2 separate regions of the Mus musculus genome follow, and region 1 is linked to region 2. A link is a contact called in public HiChIP or PLAC-seq data. All regions are on one chromosome and are shown on one strand. Each heading gives the region's core, a stretch centred on a gene start, on an enhancer-like site or on the middle of the called end of the contact. The rest is flanking DNA. Distances are from core to core; before and after follow the strand shown. Region 1 overlaps Fmnl2 (formin-like 2). Region 2 holds the start of Stam2 (signal transducing adaptor molecule (SH3 domain and ITAM motif) 2).

What was found. HiChIP or PLAC-seq counts read pairs in DNA pulled down with a chosen protein or histone mark.
Region 1: an H3K4me3 HiChIP or PLAC-seq map of stem cell-derived neural progenitor cells shows a contact between it and region 2, with 22 read pairs. The contact joins the enhancer-like site here to the promoter of Stam2 in region 2. A contact is called at or near these places in 1 of 39 promoter capture datasets (neutrophils), 1 of 15 datasets of contacts at CTCF or cohesin (large pre-B cells), 5 of 484 Hi-C or Micro-C datasets (beige adipocytes, bone marrow-derived macrophages, embryonic fibroblasts and 2 more), 10 of 115 datasets of contacts at active chromatin or transcription factors (bone marrow-derived macrophages, embryonic stem cells, extraembryonic endoderm stem cells and 5 more) and 2 of 9 other capture datasets (adipose tissue and liver).

Annotation. Positions count from the first base shown.
Region 1 is chr2:52,978,041-52,983,765 of GRCm38.p6, forward strand. All of the region lies in intron 1 of Fmnl2 (formin-like 2), which reads left to right. Among named protein-coding and RNA genes, the nearest start is that of Gm52511, 28 kb to the right of the region's middle. Within about 2 kb of position 1,426, at least 82 of the 459 cell types and tissues checked have an H3K27ac peak or open chromatin away from gene starts, as enhancers often do. A contact at or near this core is called in hematopoietic stem cells, pancreatic cancer cells, stem cell-derived neural progenitor cells and 1 more, where this site is marked.
Region 2 is chr2:52,740,082-52,745,991 of GRCm38.p6, forward strand. It overlaps Stam2 (signal transducing adaptor molecule (SH3 domain and ITAM motif) 2), which reads right to left and starts at 2,068. Exons shown (of 14, transcript NM_019667.2): 1 at 1,980-2,068. The coding sequence starts at 2,019.

The DNA.
Region 1 (5,725 bases), core at 176-2,675, 240 kb after region 2:
AACAGCAGTGTCAGATACGAGCTAATGTGTTGCAGACAAAGCTATTGTTGGCATTGAGTGGCATTTTGTGTAGTGATGAGTGAGCAAGGCTGTGCATTCAGGAGGCTGAGGCATAGCCGTGAGATGCAACATGATCAAATGCTGCCCCAAAACGACTCATTCATGATCTTCTTTATTTTGAATTGAGTTTCACTGTATGTTCCGACATCTTTCATTGCTGGCAAATCTTTTGACCTTTTGTGAGATTGACCAACTATAGCAGCGTACTGTTTAAGAAACTTGGGGTTTCCTAGAACCCATGAGCATGGTAGGTGGACATGGAGGCCTGTTTGTATGTCCAGTGCTTGGGGGTGTAGGGACAGGATCCAGGGAGCAGGCTGCCTGGCCAGCTGAGCAGAGTCTCTGAACTCTGTCCAAGTGGAGAGCAGAGGAGGATGGCACCCCCCATCAACTTTTGATTTTACACTCACTGCACGTGGGCTGCACATCTGGATTCTGGTCTAGCTCCTTCTTCCTATGTTCCTTGTACCTCTGTTGGTGTAGGTCACAGACCATGAAAATGGGTGTCTAAGGACCAGCAGCCATCTAGACAAGTTCTAATCCAGCTAAGCAAAAATGGCTGATGATCATTGTTTAGGTTTTGTCTATTTGGAGCCTCTTGGGTTCTGGCCAGTCTAAAAATCCCTGAGGTTTGTGCATAACTTCACACTGGAAAATTAAAGCAACAGAAGAAAATAGAAGATGGAGATTGAGTGTAGACTGAACAATAATGGTATAAAAATATGTTAGATACTTTATAATTATGGTCTGCCATGGTTCCAGTTAAGGTGTCTCTGGTCAAGTGACGTAAGACATGGTGTGTGTTTGTGCATATATATATATATATACACACATACACACACATACAAACTATATATACACAAACCCAGCAGCTGCTAAATTTAATGTTGCCCCACACAACACATGCCACTTTTAATGAGTCAGCACAGCTTGCTGAAGCAAGCATCCAGACATTCAAGGCTTTGCTTTAAATTCGTCTAAACACTACTGATAATTCACAAATATTGGTGAACTTCTTTTAAATAGAGAATTCTTGTGTCCAAAACTAAAACTCACAAAGAACCACAGTATATATAACAACAGCCAAACAGTGCTATTTTCCTGGAATCCCTGGGGGCCTTCAGGAGACCTGGGGACTTCAGTTATATTGCTCCAAGTTTTGCTAGAAAAAAAAAGAAAGATCATAAAACATTCAGGTGTCAGGGTTTTGTTTGTAGTACAGTGGAAACGGGTTGTGTACTTGACAGTCATGTGTTGTGAATGTTGGTTGCCTGCCAACGTCTGTTATATCAGGACTGATCTGAAAGCTAAATTACAGGAAAGTAACCACCTGCCCTGCATTCAGGAACAGAGCATTGTATTGTCAAAGATGTGGTTTACTAAAAGAGTTTGTAAGAACTAGTGAATGCAAAAACCAAAGCCTGTGACTCTGTTGCCTTTCAAAGCAACATGTTAACAGCAGCTGCCCATTCCGGAATGTCGCTGTCTTAGTTACTTTTCTGTTGCTGTGATAAAACACCATGGCCCAAGGCAATTTAAGGAAGAGAGAGTGTATTGTGATTTATAGCTCCAAGGGTAGAGTGCACAGTGACTGAGCAGAGACCTGGGCTCAAATGGCAGCCTGGGCACAGGAACCAGAAGCTGAGAGCTCACATCTTGAACCACAAGTAGGAAATAGAAGTAGGTGAGGCCATTTATGTATTTATATACTTAGTTACTTGCTATGTAGAAACAGAGTCTTACTATGTAGCCCTGGCTATCCTGGAACTCGCTTTGTACAACAGACTGGCCCAGAACTCGCAGAAATCTGCTTGTCTCTACCTCCCAGGTACTGGGATTAAAGGTCTATACCCTGTACTAGGGCTAGGCAAAGCTATTTGTTCATTTGTTGGTTTTAAAATAGGGTTTCTCTGTGTAGCCCTGGTTGACCTAGAAATCACTCTGTAGACAGGGTGGTCTTGAACTGAGAGTTCTACTTGCCTTTGCCTCCTTTGCTGGGATTTTAATTTCAGGGTCCTCCCCAAGTGACACATTTCCTCCAGCAAAGCGGCACCACCCAAACCTCTCCGATCAGTACTGCCAGCTGAGTATGTGTTCAAAAGTCCGAGGCCATGGGCAGCATTTCTCCTTCAAGCCATCACAGAAAGCAACCCCTCGCCGTCAGACTCTATATTCTGAAGGAGAATGTTCAAAAATAAAGTTTACATGCTTCCGAGGACATCTGTTGACTAGAGGAATGGCGGTATTACACATAGATAACATAACCCACGCTAGTTGAGGAAGGTCTGGAAGCATTTTTGTTTACAGCAGTTGTCCTTTACCAGCGGCTTTCTTGTCTCCAGCACTTCCCTCTGTCTTTTCCTCCTGTTCTTAGAATGCTGAAGGAGCACGTTTTCACCTCTGTGGGTGTTTTCCTTTTCTTTGAGACAGGGTCTCACTATATAGCCCAAGCTGGCTTGCATTTGTGATTCTCCTCCCTCCTCCCTGCAAGTGCTGGGATTTCAGGTAGGAGGTATCATGCTTAGTTAATATTTAGAAATGATTTATCTGATTTCCTTGGAAAGGAAAAACAAGTCCACTGGCTTTTAAAATATGTATATGAACCCATGGACTCGTGGATGCGGAAGATTGGATTCTTTCCATATCTTCATTCTCCTTTCGCAAATTATGTTGCCTGGAGTATATTTTCTGCTCTGTTGATATGGGGCTAAGCATGTAACCTCAGTGGCCATGTGAATGTGGAGTGTCTATGATACAGACAGAAGCACTAACTGTGGTGTGTGCCTCTGACTGTTGTTAAAAAACAAAAAAAACAAAAAGGGTAACTGCCGCCTCATCTGCCTGATACCAGTGTGGGTCAGTGTCAGAGCGGACCTCAGCCAGCTACAAGTCCTTAAGATGCATCAAGCAGCGACTCCCTTGGCCTGACAGGTCTGTGAGCTGTGTGACAGATCTAAATTGCCTTTCTGTTCATTTTCTTTTGTCTGGATTAGCAGAACAAGGGGTTGCATTCACTACAGGTGATTTTTTTTTTAGATGACAACTAACTTTAGAGATAATGACCACTTACCATGAGCTGTGCCATAACCTAAAATTCTTGACAGTAGGCGTTTTCAGGAATATAGCATACATGAAAACCAGATGCATGCAGTAAAAAATGTATTACCAGCCTTGCGTGCAGTGTTCATTTTTCCATTGAGACCTCCAAAGGCCTATGAATAGAAGCCTGGTATTCTTTGCCTTATGAGTCATTTTGAGTGTAACAGAAAAAAAAAGTTTGGGCTTTGTGTCGGGCGTCATTTCCAAGTCTCTCTCTCTGCACATTCGTGGAACTGTGCAAGCTACATGCATGCATATACTCAGTTGCCATGTTACTTTGCTGATTTTAAGTGTATGTGTGTCCGTGTATACGGTCAGTCTGCTTCTGTGTTAAAAGTTACTATGTGACTTTTTACTGTTCTCTAAGGAAAATGAAGCACCCATATAAACACTTGAGATTTCCACGGACTGTGTGAGGGAAATATCTCTAGCTCCGTCTGCATCTATCTTCTGCATGCCAGGTTTACTGATGAAGCTTAGATCCCAAAGTAGGTGATTTCTCTGAGGCTGTCCAGTCTGGTGGCTTCTAAACTGCTTCTGACGGACTGAGTTTTACCCCACTCGCCTTTCATGACCATGCTGTGTCTTTCTCATGATTACATCGTTCATGCCTTTCCCTGAGGAAGCACTTTCCACAGCAAAGACGCAAGCATGGACCATTTTAGTCCTTCTTCCTTCTGGTTTCATGCCATGTGTGCGAGCGGCTCCTGAGCACCTTCCTAGAGATTCTGGCACCATTGTCTTGAGAATTTAGCTTTTAAGGCTTCTCAGGGGACACTTGTTTGCTAGACTGGACAACCATTCATATGCCTACAGACTTCCTGTATGCTGCATGAAGGGAACTTAGAAATTTAGTTCTTTTTTTTTTTTTTAAAGATTTATTTATTTATTATATGTAAGTACACCATAGCTGTCTTCAGACACCCCAGAAGAGATTCAGTTATCATTACAGATGGTTGTGAGCCACCATGTGGTTGCTGGGATTTGAACTCAGGGCCTTCGGAAGAGCAGTCGGTGCTCTTAACCACTGAGCCATCTCTCCAGCCCTTTTTAAAAAAATTTTATCTGTTTTGCTTATACCATTGTCTAGCCAGGTCATGTTTGACATTAGATTATCTGGGGAATCACTTTTCTTCTAAGAAATTGGTGCAGTGTTTGTAGTTTTGGGTTTTGTGTTTTTCAGACAGGGTTTCTCTGTGTAGCTCTGGCTGCCCTGAAACTTGTTTTGTAGACCAGGCTGGCTTCAAAGCAGGCTTCTGAGTGCTAGGATTAAAGGGTGCATCACAATGCCCACCTGTTCGTAGTTTTTATTTACCTCGATTTTCAATCTATTTTTGATAAGCTGATGGGAAAAATTCATTCTATCAGTATAACCTTAATGCTAGCCTGGGACAAGAAGAATCCTTTAGACTGTAGTCATTTTGCTGATAACCCTCTGCCTCTGTGTGTGAGTGCCGCCTCCTGCATGCGGAAGCCAGAGGGAGTAGAGAGGGTTGTTTTTTTTTTTTTTGTTTTTTTTTTTTTTGGTTTTTTTTTTTTTTTTTTTTTGCCTTACCACTCTTAGCTTTATTCCCTTGAGACAGAGTCTTTCTGAACCTGGGGTGAGGCTAGCCACCAGCAAGCCCCAGCAATCTTCCTGTTTCTACCAGGACAGTACTGGGGCCACAGGCACATAAGCAGTTATGCTGGCTTTTTGCATGGTTACCTGGGGTTTGAACTCAGGGCCTCAGGTCTTCGAAGTGAGCTTTTTTACCCACTGAGTCATCTTTCCAGCTGTTAAAGTTATTTCTTTAATTGTATAGCTTCATCTTTCTGGAGTGTATTATGGTAGACCTACTGGGTAACCTCAGTTCACTGAGCACAGTAGAGCCTTGTTCGGGATCATGACTCAACAGCCCTACCCAGTTTTCCACATGACTATTTAAGTAGCTAATGAGAGGTTGAATTCAAGACTCAAGATACGTAAATGAATACTAAGTTTTAAAATGAACTACAAAGGTCAAATTGTACACTTAAAAACATCCTCGCTACTCTATCTTATAAAATGAAGAAAAGAACAGTTTTATTTTTGTTTTTGTCCCTAGCTAACTAAACATTTACTTTGGGTTTATAACTTTGGTTGTATAACTTAATTGCATTTATAAGAACCCCTTTCCCCGTTTCCCTGAAGCAGCCCATGCATCCCACTAACTACCAGGGTGCATCTCCTTCTCATTAGCCACAGGGTAATTAAATCGGTTGTTTGGGCTCAGTTATTTCTCTTCTAGGATGCTCATCAGCCTGACCTGGGTTGGGAAAGTTTGGTTGCTTGGCTCTAAGTTAGAAGTATGGAGTGATTCTGGAAGTGTGGAGTAATAACGTACTACACACTACAAACAGCTAACCGAAAGGGTTTTTAAGTTTTCACGATAATAAAATAACTGTTTCAGGAGATAGATTTAACCCAACCTAAGTGTTATAAAATATGTGTATTGAGACATCTATGATCCCTAATTCAATATTTATAGCTTTTTGTGGCAGGTATGGTGGCTCATACCCATAGTTCTCAGCCCTGGGAAGGCTAATG
Region 2 (5,910 bases), core at 818-3,317:
CTTTTTCACACTAAGAGTCCTTAAGGTCTAAAAAACACAACATATAATTTCCTGATACTTGTTTCAGAGCAATCTGAGCTCCTTAGAATTTCGTTCCTTTTTTTTTTTTTTAGTTGCATTCGTCCAAGTGGCCTCAACCAATTTCACAGCCCATGAAATAACCGACATAGGTTTTTTTGTTTGTTTGTTTATTTGTGCCTGAAGATCAGCACCTAAGAGAACTACACTAAGCTCTGATGCAAAGATTTCAGAACGTACTGAGGAGACAGTATAGAAAAATAAACTGGGCAGAGCAACTCATAATATTGCTACCAAAAAAGTTTTCAATTTGAAAACAGCAGGCTCCTAGGAAATTTTTTCCCTGAAGAAAGAGTTTATAGGTTTTAAGCTGGGCATGGTAGCACACACCTTTAACCCCAACACTTGAGAGGCAAAGGCAGGCAGATCTCTGAATTCAAGACCAGCCTGATCTACTCCTGAGTTCGAGGCCAGTCTGGTCTACAGTGTGGATTCCAGAACAGCCAGGGCAGAGAAACCCTGTCTCAAAAAACCAAATAAATAAATAAATTAATTAATTAATTAATTAATTAAATTAAAAAATTAAAAAGTTCATAGGTTTTGTATTTTAAATAATCTGTCATGGGCTGGAGAGATGGCTCAGTTAAGAACATTCCCTGCTCTTCCCAGCACCCACACGGTGGCTCACAGCTGTCTGTAACTCCAGTGACAGGTGATCTGACACTGTCTTCTGGCCTCCTCGGGCACAGCACACAAGTGACAAATATAACATGTAGGCAAAACACCCACGCACACAAATAACAAACTAATAAAGAAAAAAAAAATAAAATAACCTCTTCTACTTGGCTTTTTCCACACATATTTCATTAGAGCAAAATCAAAGCGTTTAGAGTCACACTAAGAAGCACGGGTCTCAAAGAGGGTGGAGGCCCACCCAGACTTGGCATCCCGCAGTTCTCAATATTAAGACTGAGGTTTTAAGAAACTGAAGCCAGCCTAGACTATATAAAGACTCCACTCTGTCTCAAAACTCAATTAATTCAATAACAATTAAAAAGTGTAATGTGTCACATAGGTATTGTTACAAAAGAACAATTAATTATTCCTTAAACAGTGACTAAGCCTCACATGCTTCCTATATAATTAGTCACTCACATGATTTGAACGTGATTTTGAGAATTATAACAAGATGAAGCACTTTCTAGTCTTTTCTTAAATGAACAAAAATTTTAACTGAACAAACTGGTAGTAAAATGTGTAGCATTTTTGTTTGACTGGAAATTTCTAAATCCGAAAAGCTCGCTAGGAGCGTGTTAACTACTGCTACAAAAATAATGCTAGCCTGTGCTTTTACTGTTAATATTATGCTTAAGTTGTACCCATCCATCTTTTTTCTCATTTTGAAAGTCATGCGCTACCAGAGTAAAGTTTTGACTCCAACAAATATCGGTTGTTCTGGGCTATTTAAAGATTCTGGGAGTTTTCCTTCTCATCCTCCGCGCCTGGCTCTCGCAGCACCTTCAAAACAGTCAATAAATACGAAAACTGCAACCACCAGGGCTTAGATGTGTGCTTACGGGAGCGATGCGAATTAAACCTGGTAAGTCTTAGGTCTCTAGTTCAAGACTGCCCTCGGCAGCAAAAAGGGTGTCCAGTACTGCACTTTTTTTTTCCCAAAGGGACGGGTGTTAACGAGCTCGGGAGAAAGCAGGAAGTTTGTATCAGCAACTTAAGCCTCGTACGAACAAGGCTTTTCCCCCACTCCTGCTCTGGGTGACTGGAACAACCCTTCTCGGTATCCCAATCTCGGACAGGCAGGAGTCGGGCGAGCCAGAGACGCACCGAGGCTGCCCCCCGCCGTCGAGAGCGGCGCCGCCCCTTCGCTCTCCGCCGGGGTTTCCAGGCACCCAGGCCGCCGCCCACTTTCGCCTTGCACACAGCGCGCCGGGCACCGCACTCACCCACATCTTGCTCGAACGGGTTGGCAGTGAACAGAGGCATCACGCCGGCAACCCGAGCTGAATCCCGACGCTCTGGCGGGACTCCGACTGCCCCAGCTGGGCGACCCGCCGCGGCTTCCTAGACGGCTTGGCCCAGCGGTGCCTTCACTTCCGCCGCCGTGCCTGCCCTGCGCGCGCCTGCCTGTCCGGCGCCCGGCCGCCGCGGCTCCAGCCCCACCGGTGGGGCCGCACGACGCTTGGCTGAGCTCTAACACCCTGTAGTGGCCTCTCTGCTGTCCCAAAGACGTGGCAGCCCCCGATCCGACGCCTGATCAGACACGGCAGCCGCCACAGTCACCTTTCCGCAGTGAGGACCCGAGAGAGCCACGGGGCCCAGGGGAGGGGCTTCAGGGCCGGAAGTTGTGGTAGCTGGAGATGCCAGAGGCCGCCGAGCTTGCAGATCCTGAGTGGCGAGGCGGGGTGCGTGGCTCGGGAATGTCGTTTCCTTCGCCCCAGGTTGTGACAGCAGCTCTTCTCGAACCCGAGTACTTCCTGGGTACCAGGTCAGGTCTTGCTACTCGGACCCCGCGCCCGCATCGCGTCTGGTTGCTATGGAAACAGCTGTCGCCTTATGAGAGGCGCTGAGAATTGCCGCCTGGGTTGTAGATGCTCATGGGATCCCGCGGTTAACCAAGCCGAAATAGTCACCCTGGAAAGCGGCTGTGGAGAGACTCTTTGCTTCTCATTTCTCCTGCATGAAAACAGAGCTTGGACCATGGAATATAAAGACGAGTGAAGGGACTGGAGAGGTGGCTCAGCAATTAAGAGCGCTTGCTGCTGAGGTTTTCGTACCTTCGCGGAGGCAGGGGTTACAGCAGTCTGTAATGCCTAGTTCCTGGGAACCCGACACCCTCTTCTGGCTTCCGTAGGCATCTACACTCACCGTCCTATACCCACATGCAGACACGTAAAATTAAAAATCTAATGCCTGGCGTTGTGGCCCACGCCATTAATCCCAGCACGTGGTAGGCAGAGGTAGGCGGATCGCTGAGTCATGTTCAAAGATGAGTGAAGTGCACTCAAGCATTATAGTGCAAAAACATTTATAATGACTTAGTTATGTATAAGAGTCATAAATCCGGGTTCCCACCAGATCCAGCCAGGCATTTAAATAAGTATAAGTGTGCAAACACTCTTCCTGCAATACGTTGCCCTGTACGTCTTCACCCTGCTTCGTATCTGTTCATATCATTTATCACTCTCTATAGTACAGATAATTGTAGTATCCTTATTCATTAGACTATAAATTCCATGAGTTTTGTTCACAGTGTGAACGCAGGATCTAAAAAACAGTATCTGGTAAGAAAGTGCACGGTAAGTACTTTTAGAATGTGGCCATGGCTTTTGAATGGAAAAGCACACATCTAAAGCTGGCACCTTGAGCCGACGAAATCACTTGGCTGTAAAAGCCCTTCTAGCCCAAGCCTGAAGAGTGATGTTCAGCACCCAGAAGCCAAGGCAGAAGGAACCAACTCCAGAAAGGTGTCTTCTCCCCGCCACACACACACCCTTCGGCAGTATCCCGAGCACGGACCCTCCAACTCACACATATCATAAACACACATAATTTAAAAGATCTTTATAACCAGGCATGGTGGTACAGGCGGGTGGATCTATATAGTTATCCACCTATATAGATTACAGGTCAGACAGGGCTGTATAGTGAGACCCGGTCTCAAGTAATTAAGTATTTTTAAACTAAAGCTGGCAGCTCTAGTCAGTTTCAGCCATTTATTGAAGCACGAGCCCTTCCTTCTAGGACTTGAAGTTTTTCAACAATTTTTTTTTAATTTTGAGAATCATTTCAGTGTTTATTTATTTATGGACTCTTCTTTCAGTTTTGAGATAGGATCTTCTGTACCCTACATATCGACATATTAAAGAAGCAGACGTTATTTTCCAACCTCTAGTGTAAGGAGATGATAATAGATTCTTCCTGTGTGAAATCATCTGAATTGAATACATTATCTACTATAAAGTTAGGTTTACAAGTGAGATGGAAACATTTGCAGGTTAATGGACTAGTTTTTTTTTTTTTTAAGCATCTTAATCTAGAGTGTTCAGAATATGTCTGGACACTTTCTAGGATTAATCCCCAGTGTTAGAATGGAAATAAGTTACCTAGAAATTTGGCAGAACCTGTTAATTTTTTTCCCTCTACTTTTTTTTTTTTAACTTTATTTAATGTATTGTTGCTCTGCTGCATATACATCCTCCTGCCAGAAGAGGGCATCAGATCCCCCTATAGATGGTTGTGAGCCACCATGTGGTTGCTGGGAACTGAACTCATGACCTCTGGAAGAGCAGCCAGTGCTCTTACCCACTGAGCCATCCCACCAGCCCAAACCTGTTAATTTTTTAATTCTAGCATATAAGACACATGGCACCCATTTAGGGATATTTTGGAATATAATCTGATATCAATCCACATGTGAATAAGGAGTCCCAAACAGTTAGGTTGCTAGCAAAGACCACATGAGATAACTTAAAAGTACTTGTATTAAAAGCAAAGAATTGAGGGATAGCCTTTGAAAATATCATTTTAGAGGATCCTTGCTCCTGCTGTTTTATGGTGAGCATGCTCAAGTATCTTTATTTACCTGCTAGCATACATACCTAGTCAGTCAGTGAGTTCACTTAATTAAGAACAGTTTCGGTAGTGATCAGGAGCAAACCCTGTGTTAGCCACAAGAGGATAGTTGAGTTTTGTTACTTCACGTATAGAAGGAATTGAGCACTTAAAAGATATGTCTGAAATAACCTGCAAATTCAGATGTGCAAAGTAATTTGACTTGTTCATTTTTATTTTTTTAAGATTTATTTATTTATTTAATGTATGTGAGTACACTGTCACTGTCTTCTGACACACCAGAAGAGGGCATCAGATCCCATTACAGATGGTAGTGAACCACCATGTGGTTGCTGGGAATTGAACTCTAGAATAGCAGTCAGTGCTGTTAACCGCTGAGCCATCTCTCCAGCCCCCTTGTTCATTTTTCTTAATGCAGTATCTTTCGTACTTATCTCCATGGTGACAGGAAATACAATCAATTTCAGATAAATCCTGTTTCAGTGTTTTTCTCTGTTACTTGGGTTTACAATCAGCAAGTTCGATACCTTTACCTTAGGCCACGTACTCATGTATGCACCAAGATCCATCTTCAGGTATGTTCTCACTCTCCCGGCACATGCTTTTTGAGTTACCCTTATTATTCCACAATAGGGACAGTGTTTTCCAGACACACCATGACAAAGTTGAGTCTACTTGTTGGTGAAGAAACACCAAAGGCAGTGTGCTAAATCTTGAAAGAGGTAGAAGCATATTGCCGTTGTCTTCTAGCTAGGTGAAATAGGTCGGTCACTTGCATTCACAACATCAAGGAAATCTGTCAGCTCAAAGACCTAAATAAAGCTTATCCATCCAGAGAGCTCCTTCTGCATTCTGCAGTCTCATTCCTCCCACATCAGGAACTGAGCTAAATGAGTTTCATCTTATTAAATGTAAGTACCCACATAGAATTAGTGACTGGTATAGTAACTTGGCAGACACACACAGGAGGAGCTGCAGTGGGCAACTGAGCTTCCTGGAGACTGCACACCGTATTCTATGCTGCGGTGGGTGAATCCTGGAAAGGCATGGCCCTGGGAGCTTAGTCAGAGGATTGCTGTTGATATGCCTTTTCATATTTGTCAGTGCTGTATTCATTATTTTTCTGATAAGATGTGATGGGACAAAGGAAGTCCCTTTCTGCCTATAGTCTGTTATAATTGATTCCTGGGCATTAGCCCACCCTATTGGGCAAACTTCCTGCAGATTAACATGAAGATGATGAACTTTAGTGAAATGATGCTGTTTAGATGAATTAATGGTTTTATAGAATTCCTAATTCGA